Regions from separate parts of the Mus musculus genome. Here region 1 is linked to region 2. Evidence: chromatin contacts called from public HiChIP or PLAC-seq data. All regions are on one chromosome and are shown on one strand. The core of a region is the stretch at or near the end of the contact, and the rest is flanking DNA. Distances in the headings are between cores, read along the strand shown.

Region 1 (3,354 bases), core at 519-3,018, 2.5 Mb after region 2:
ATCACGTAGGAGCTGCGGAAGAAGCCCAAAAGCTCGTTCTCTATCAGGGCATTGTAGATAATCTTCAGATTGTAATGCCTCTGCGCGTCCAGGGTTCTGTTCAATACCACCACCAAGACCTGCGTTTGTGGGTAGAGGAAAAAGCCTGCAACCGGGACAGCCCCGAACGCCCTGTCTTCAGCTACTTGCACCTTCTCCACCGCCACTCGGGAGGCGTGCAGTACCACGTAGCGGGTGGCGTTCCGGCACGCGATCTCCACGTTGACCTCCCCAGAGAAGGTGAAGTTCTCCATGAAAGCGGTGAGCATCAAATTGTAGTGCAGCGGCTTGAGGTGGCCGGATAGGCGCAGCTGTGTCCAGGGCTGCCACTGCTCCCGCTCTTCCTCCGACGGCGGCTGGGCAGACGGGGTCCCCGGGGTGCCCACCTCGCCGCTCTCACGCTGAGAGGATTCCCCACCCGCGTGGTGGTTGCGCCGGGCAGAACCTGGAAAGCTGCTGTTGCTGTCGCGCTCGGGGAAACCCCCGAGGCCACCGTCGGTGCCAGGCATCGCCGCGCTCGCTCCACACTCGTCGAATCGCAAGCTGAGCAGGACGGCCAGCATGGTGACAGCCAGCAGTGCCACGATGGACACGGCAAAGGCCAGCACAAGCCTCTTGTGCACTGCGATGTGGCGCTCCGTGGTGCGGGGTCTCACTCCCACCGAGTCAGCCCACGGGTCCGAGAGCCCCCTGCCGCTTGCCCGGAGCGCGGCGTCGTCTTCTCCCATGGTGGCCGCAAAGGGTGAACTGCTCTTCTCTGCCCCCTCCTCCTCCTTCTTCTTCCTCTTCTTTTTCTTCTTCTTCTTTTTCTTCTCCTCCTCTTGCTCCCCCCTCTCGCCGTCCAGGGCCATCACACCGCCTCCTCCTCTTCCCCCGCCCCCTCCGACACCCCTAGCGGGCGGGCCACCCGGGCCACCTCCAGCGCAGTCATTGGAGACCGCACGCGGGCGGAGGGCGCGACGCCGGCTGGGACCCTAGGGAGGCCAGCTCAGATTCTCTCAAGACAGACTCTGGAGGCTAGTGACGACCGAGACGACCCCCATCAGCCCCGCCTCTCTCCAGACAACAGCTGCGGATAGCCGGGCAACCAGCTCTGGGACGCGCCCCAACTTGGGAAGCGTGTCGCTCGCCGGGTGCGCGCTACTCGTCGGGCCAGCACCGGGCGCCCGGGCACACGCCGCCCCCGCCCCTGTGCGCCTGCGGCTCGCCTGTCCTCCCGGGCGCCGCACTCTACCAGGGTGGCGGCGGCGGTTGCTCTCTCCTCGGCTCGGCCAAGAGGACAGAGAGCGCTGGGGAGAGCGACTGAGTCGGGGGACAAGTTAGGGCTTCACCAGCCCCCCGCACTCTGGCAGCGTTGTTCCGTCTTCTGGGTGGGATGTGCTCGCCAAAACAGTTGCGGCGGTGGCAGCGGCGGCAGCCCGGAAGGCGCTGGAGCCTTCCACCCCGCAGTGGAAGAGGAGAGGATGGACCAGAGGACCGAGGAAAGGACTGGAGTAAGCTAGCCGGAGGAAGTCCCACGGCCGCGGAGCATCCGTCCTGAAGAAGCCTTCTCCACCCTGGACACTTTAAGCAGTGGTGGCGGTAAAAGGCGTGAGGTTGCGGACTGGGCAGCAAGCCTCCCGCGTTCCGATGATGCTCTGCCCTCCAGAGAAGACAAGTGAAGAAGTGTCCGGTCGGGGTGTCCACTTCAGGTAGATGAAGGTCTGAGCCGCGTCCCCGGGGGAAGAACTGAAGTGCGTGCGTGTGTGCCAACGCGTGTGCATGTGTGTGCGCGTGTGTGCGCGCGTGTGCGTGTATGTGTGTGTGTACACGGGCTCCGGGTGTAGATTTTGCCAAGGGTACTCCAGCTGCATTCAGGGACTGAAACTCCCGGAGAAACGGGAAGCAGAGAGAGGGAGCAAGCGAGGAGGAAGGGAAGGCAGGAGGGAGGAGAGAGGTTTAGCGACAGAGGCAGGCACTGGGAGATTAGAGAGAGCTTTTCTCCGCTCTGTCACACCAGACACCCACAGCCACAGAGGGGGTTGCTGAGCTGCCTGCAAGAGTACATTGTAAATCTTCGGCGCAACAAGCCCCGCAGTCACCCCTCTTCCGACTCCTTAGCCCTACTGCGGATTCCCCAGAGGGACCACTGGAGCCTTGGGCTATTAGCATCAAGAGCAAAGGCAGAGCCTGCTGGGGAGGCAGTGTCAGATCACACATCAAGCTCGCCAGAGGATTTAGAGGACTGTATGTAAATTGAAATAAATTCTCCAAAGCCTGGCTGCATATATTACACCAGTGTAGTGAAGCTAGGTGTGCAGTCAGAAATAATGGCTAGCAATGAACTAGTAGAGTCCTCCTCCGTAAGTAAAGACTAAAGACAAGAGAAGGATTCCCCATAGAACGCATTTTATTCTGAGATTGGGGAAAGCATTACAACATGATGCCCACAATACAATATTCAGAAACGAATGGAAGGAAAACTGAGGGTGGAGGCCCCATGACTTTGGATATTAGTAGGACAGTGTATCAATCCATACTCACGTGACTTGTCAGCGTCTTACTTCACCTAGGCACAATTCTTCTTTGCAACTCCCCTGTATCATCATGAAAAGTGTTTAAACTTCATTAGAACAGTTATGAACCCCCAGTGTACGCTAACAGCAAGAATCATCAAAGCACAGGACATATATAGCCTGCTGGCCGCCTTTGGACTCTCAGGAGTTTGTTGGAGTTCTCTCCACTAGAGTAGAGGGGGTGTGCTATCGAAACTTCAAAATGTGCTGATAGAGTTGTAACTAAAACAATGCTTAGAAAGACAGCCGCCTCGAAGGCGACAAAGAGTTAATGACTGGCTCAGTCAATTTAAAAAAAAATGAAGAAATGTCTCTTTACATGTTTCTTTTGTTTGTTTAAATCCAGATTGCATTTAAGAAATCATCACCATCATTATTTTCCAGAGAGAGAGAGAGAGAGAGAGAGAGAGAGAGAGAGAGAGAGAGAGAAAGAGAGAGACTATTAGCTTTGGGGTAGTGAAAAATAGGCTTAAAATGATATTGTTAAAGCCTGGCCAATAAGAGGAGCTCAGTTACACAACATCAACTTTAAACTGGGAGTCTTGCTTGCAGAAGTTCTTTTCCCTTCATCCCTAGCTAGGGTACTTGCTCAATACCATGCTTTCTAAATGTCCACTTGCATCATCATAAATAAGGAAGATGGGTGCCAGGGTGGGTATTTTTAAGCATGTTGTATGTGGGCCGCCAGCAACAGACCAGGGGAAATGCCACATTCTGTCCCAGTTACTTTTTTCTGCTCTGTTTTGAACCATCTTTGTTC
Region 2 (3,249 bases), core at 248-2,747:
ATTGTGCTCTCAGTAAATGTTATCTGTTACTACCAATGCTCAGGTTACCATTATTACTATTGTGAATTTACTTTAAAGCTTATATCATATTCTTTTCTATATTGAACTTATGACATTAAATAAAGGAATAGCTGGGACAATAGAATTCGAATTCATTTGGTAATTTTTTTCCCTAGTCTGGTATTCTTACATCAACTATTAAGTAAAAAACAATGCCCCATAGTTATCCCCACAGGTCAATATGATGGAGGTGATTCATCAATTAAGTTTCTTTTTCCAGTCATGTCAATTTGACAGCTGCAGCCGACTTTGTGGCTAAATAACAGTATTGACAGCAAAATTTGTTTTTTCAAAGATCCCTCCCTCTATTTACATCCTGATGCTTTCCTTACTGGTTGGATGTTGATCCTAACATTGCTCATTGCTCATGGAGTTGTGGAACGGTACACTTCTTTGGCTCTGGCTCCTCCTCCTCCATTCCACCTGTCCCCTCTCTCTGTCTCTCCTTGAAATGTAAACACACACCCACACAGAGAGAGAGAGAGAGGGGGGGAGAGAGAGAGAGAGAGAGAGAGAGAGAGAGAGAGAGAGAGAGAGAGAGAGAGAGAGAGAGAGAGAGAGAGAGAGAACATGCTTTTTTTGGTGATGAGATCTAGTATGAGTTATATCATGTTCTCCCTAAGACAATCTACTGGGGTCCCAATGTCCACTAATTAAAGGGTGATTTTAGTTGGAGACATGGTCTAGAGGTGATCAGGTTAAAATGAGGCCGTTATCAAGGGTTGTTGTATCATGTGGGTGATGTCACGGAGAAGGGAGAATCTGGAGACACACATAACATGTACACAGGAAGAGAGTGGTGTGAGGAGATGCTGGGAGAAACTAGCTACCTTCAAGCTCATGTAGCTGACTGGATCACATTCTATCCTCAGGGCCTACAGAAGGACCAACCCTGAACCCTGAAATTGTAAGATACTCTATTTCTTCTGGGGGGAAAGCCCTGCGGTTGTAAATACTTAATTTTATCAGCGCTAGCAGCACAAACAAGGCCCAGATAGACAGTAGAGTTAACTGGGACTTGGCTGATGAGAGCACTGCTTTGTTGCTTGGTTATTTCAGACAAAGGAAGCTGAAGTTTTACTTTTTGGAGCATTATGTTCCTGGGATAAACTTTTAGAAACTTGTTTTGTTTTACATAACCGTGAGGTGGTGGCTGGAGACCTACATTTGAGTGAAGAGAGAAAGTAGAGCCCTGTAGAAGACACAAGAAACAAGATCCCTGTCACCTGTAAGCAGACTTCTCCTGTCAGCTGTCATTAAGGAAAAGATACAATTGGCTTTAGATTCTCTCTCTCTCTCTCTCTCTCTCTCTTGTTGGGAGGGGTGGGGCAGTGAGGAGACAGGGTCTGGAGATCTGTGCTTAAAGAGTGCAGGTAGGGCTCCAGAGAGGGCGGAGGACGGTGCTGCTTATCCTAGATTCCCCAGACCCACCCACCCACTGTAGCTGTGTGCTCAGGCAAGCGGTGGTGAAGAACAGCTCTAGCAGAGGACGCTTTCGGGCGGGGGTGGGGGGAGCACCAAATCTGTGGATCCAAATCTAAGCTGAGAGCCTTCACTTTCCACTGGGTGAGCCCCCCTGTCCTTCGGTCAGCCTCCGCTCCAGACACAGCCAGCCGACCCGAAGGTCTGCGGCGGGGTCGGGCTGTGCCAGCTGGACCCGCCCCGAGCTCCATGGTTCGCCCAGCCCCGCGCGATGGTGACTCTGGGTGCGGAGGGTGGCTATGGGAGAGCCAGCAGATCGCAGCAGCGTGAAGGCAGGGAGCGCGGCGGGCGGCAGGCGGGGACTGTCTCCCCGACCTCAGCACCCAGAGAAGCGGATCAACCACCTGAACCCCGAAAAAACGCCAACAAGTAGTTTCTCCTTTGAGGAGGGCGGCTCAGCTGGTCGCAGAGACTCTGTCCGACTGCAGGAAGAACCTCGTCCACAGGGAGACCCAAGCAGATCCACTTTACTCCCGGTCTCCTTAAGGTATCCGGGGACTAGGAGGGGAGAAAAGGAAGGGCAGCGCAGGCGGGCATCCCCCTGCCTAGCTTTAAGAGCTTGGCTGTGGAGCCCCTGGGGAGAAGCTGGAAACAGGCGGTCTAGCTCAGCGACCCAGGGGGTGTGCCTCCCTCAGCTTCTCCTGGGCCTCGCCCCTCCTCGAAAGCAACCCCCCACTCTCCACCCCAAGATGTTTGTTTTTCTTGGGAAGGGGGAGGGGTGGCAGAGACTGCTCACTTTTGTCCTCAAAGATGGATCCTAGTTAGCCGTTTCCTTTCCCAAGTAATAATAACATTTAGCAACAAACGGCAACAGTAATGTGAAAAGGAAATTGGATGAGGAAATTAGTCAGAGGTCTCCTTGGTGAAAGGCGGTAGCGAGGACGTTTGTTGTTGTTATTGTTGTTCTGACTTCTGGGTTCAGTCTTCTGCCTGGTAGGTGAGGGAGAGAAGTGAACTGAGAACAGAGCGGGCAAAGGGCACTCCCCTAGTGCTGGGGGTGGTGGTGGCGGTGGGGAGAGCTGTCTTAAGGTTGGACCAGGGTATGCAGGCAGCTGGGGCACTCCTGGCCTCCTCCCACTCAACACTGCTAAGTTGCCTCAGCAAATGTAACTCCCTCATGGGGGAATTGCATTAAGAACAGGGGAGGGGCTGAGCGAGAGAGAGAGAGGGATGGGATAGTGGGTAAGGGGTCTAGTTAGGGAGGAGCGCTTGGAGCAAAGGCGGGTAGAAAAAAAGGCTGGGGACTGAACGGTGGGGATTTAGGGAAAGGAAAGAGGGGCTTGGGGACTTAAAGCAGGTTGGATGTGACAGGGATAGAGGGGAGGCATGGTGGAGGGCAAGAAGGAAAGAGAGGTCAGAGCCAAGGGTGGACTGTGTGCCGCAAGAGAAAAAGGTTTCCTGGAAGGTCAAGGAAGACTCAACTGTTCTTCGTTCTCTGGGAACCTGGGCCAGGGATGCGAGAGGCGGGGACAGGACTTGGGCACCAAGCTCCTCCTGGGAGGGTCCTTTCCACTTGCCAGCTCTGCAGTTTGGCACTCTTGGGTTGAGGTAGGGGGTAGGGTGGGGTCCTGATGAGTCTCTGACCCACGAGAGCTTTAACTTGGTGCTGTGTTCGCCTCCCCTAGTCATGTCTGAGCCACAGAGATGGGCAAGATCGAGAGCAACGAGAGGGTGATCCTCAATGTCGGGGGTACCAGGCACGAAACC

The links. HiChIP or PLAC-seq counts read pairs in DNA pulled down with a chosen protein or histone mark.
Region 1: a contact with region 2 is called in an H3K4me3 HiChIP or PLAC-seq map of embryonic stem cells, with 18 times the contacts expected there. The contact joins the promoter of Trhde here to the promoter of Kcnc2 in region 2. A contact is called at or near these places in 1 of 484 Hi-C or Micro-C datasets (embryonic stem cells) and 1 of 115 datasets of contacts at active chromatin or transcription factors (embryonic stem cells).

What each region holds. Positions count from the first base shown.
Region 1 is chr10:114,800,534-114,803,887 of GRCm38.p6, forward strand. It overlaps Trhde (TRH-degrading enzyme), which reads right to left and starts at 1,769. Exons shown (of 19, transcript NM_146241.3): 1 at 1-1,769. The coding sequence starts at 890. Gm15723 (predicted gene 15723) reads left to right here and starts at 1,193. Exons shown (of 2, transcript NR_155864.1): 1 at 1,193-1,730.
Region 2 is chr10:112,268,520-112,271,768 of GRCm38.p6, forward strand. It overlaps Kcnc2 (potassium voltage gated channel, Shaw-related subfamily, member 2), which reads left to right and starts at 1,498. Exons shown (of 5, transcript NM_001379643.1): 1 at 1,498-2,029; 2 at 3,168-3,249. The coding sequence starts at 3,187.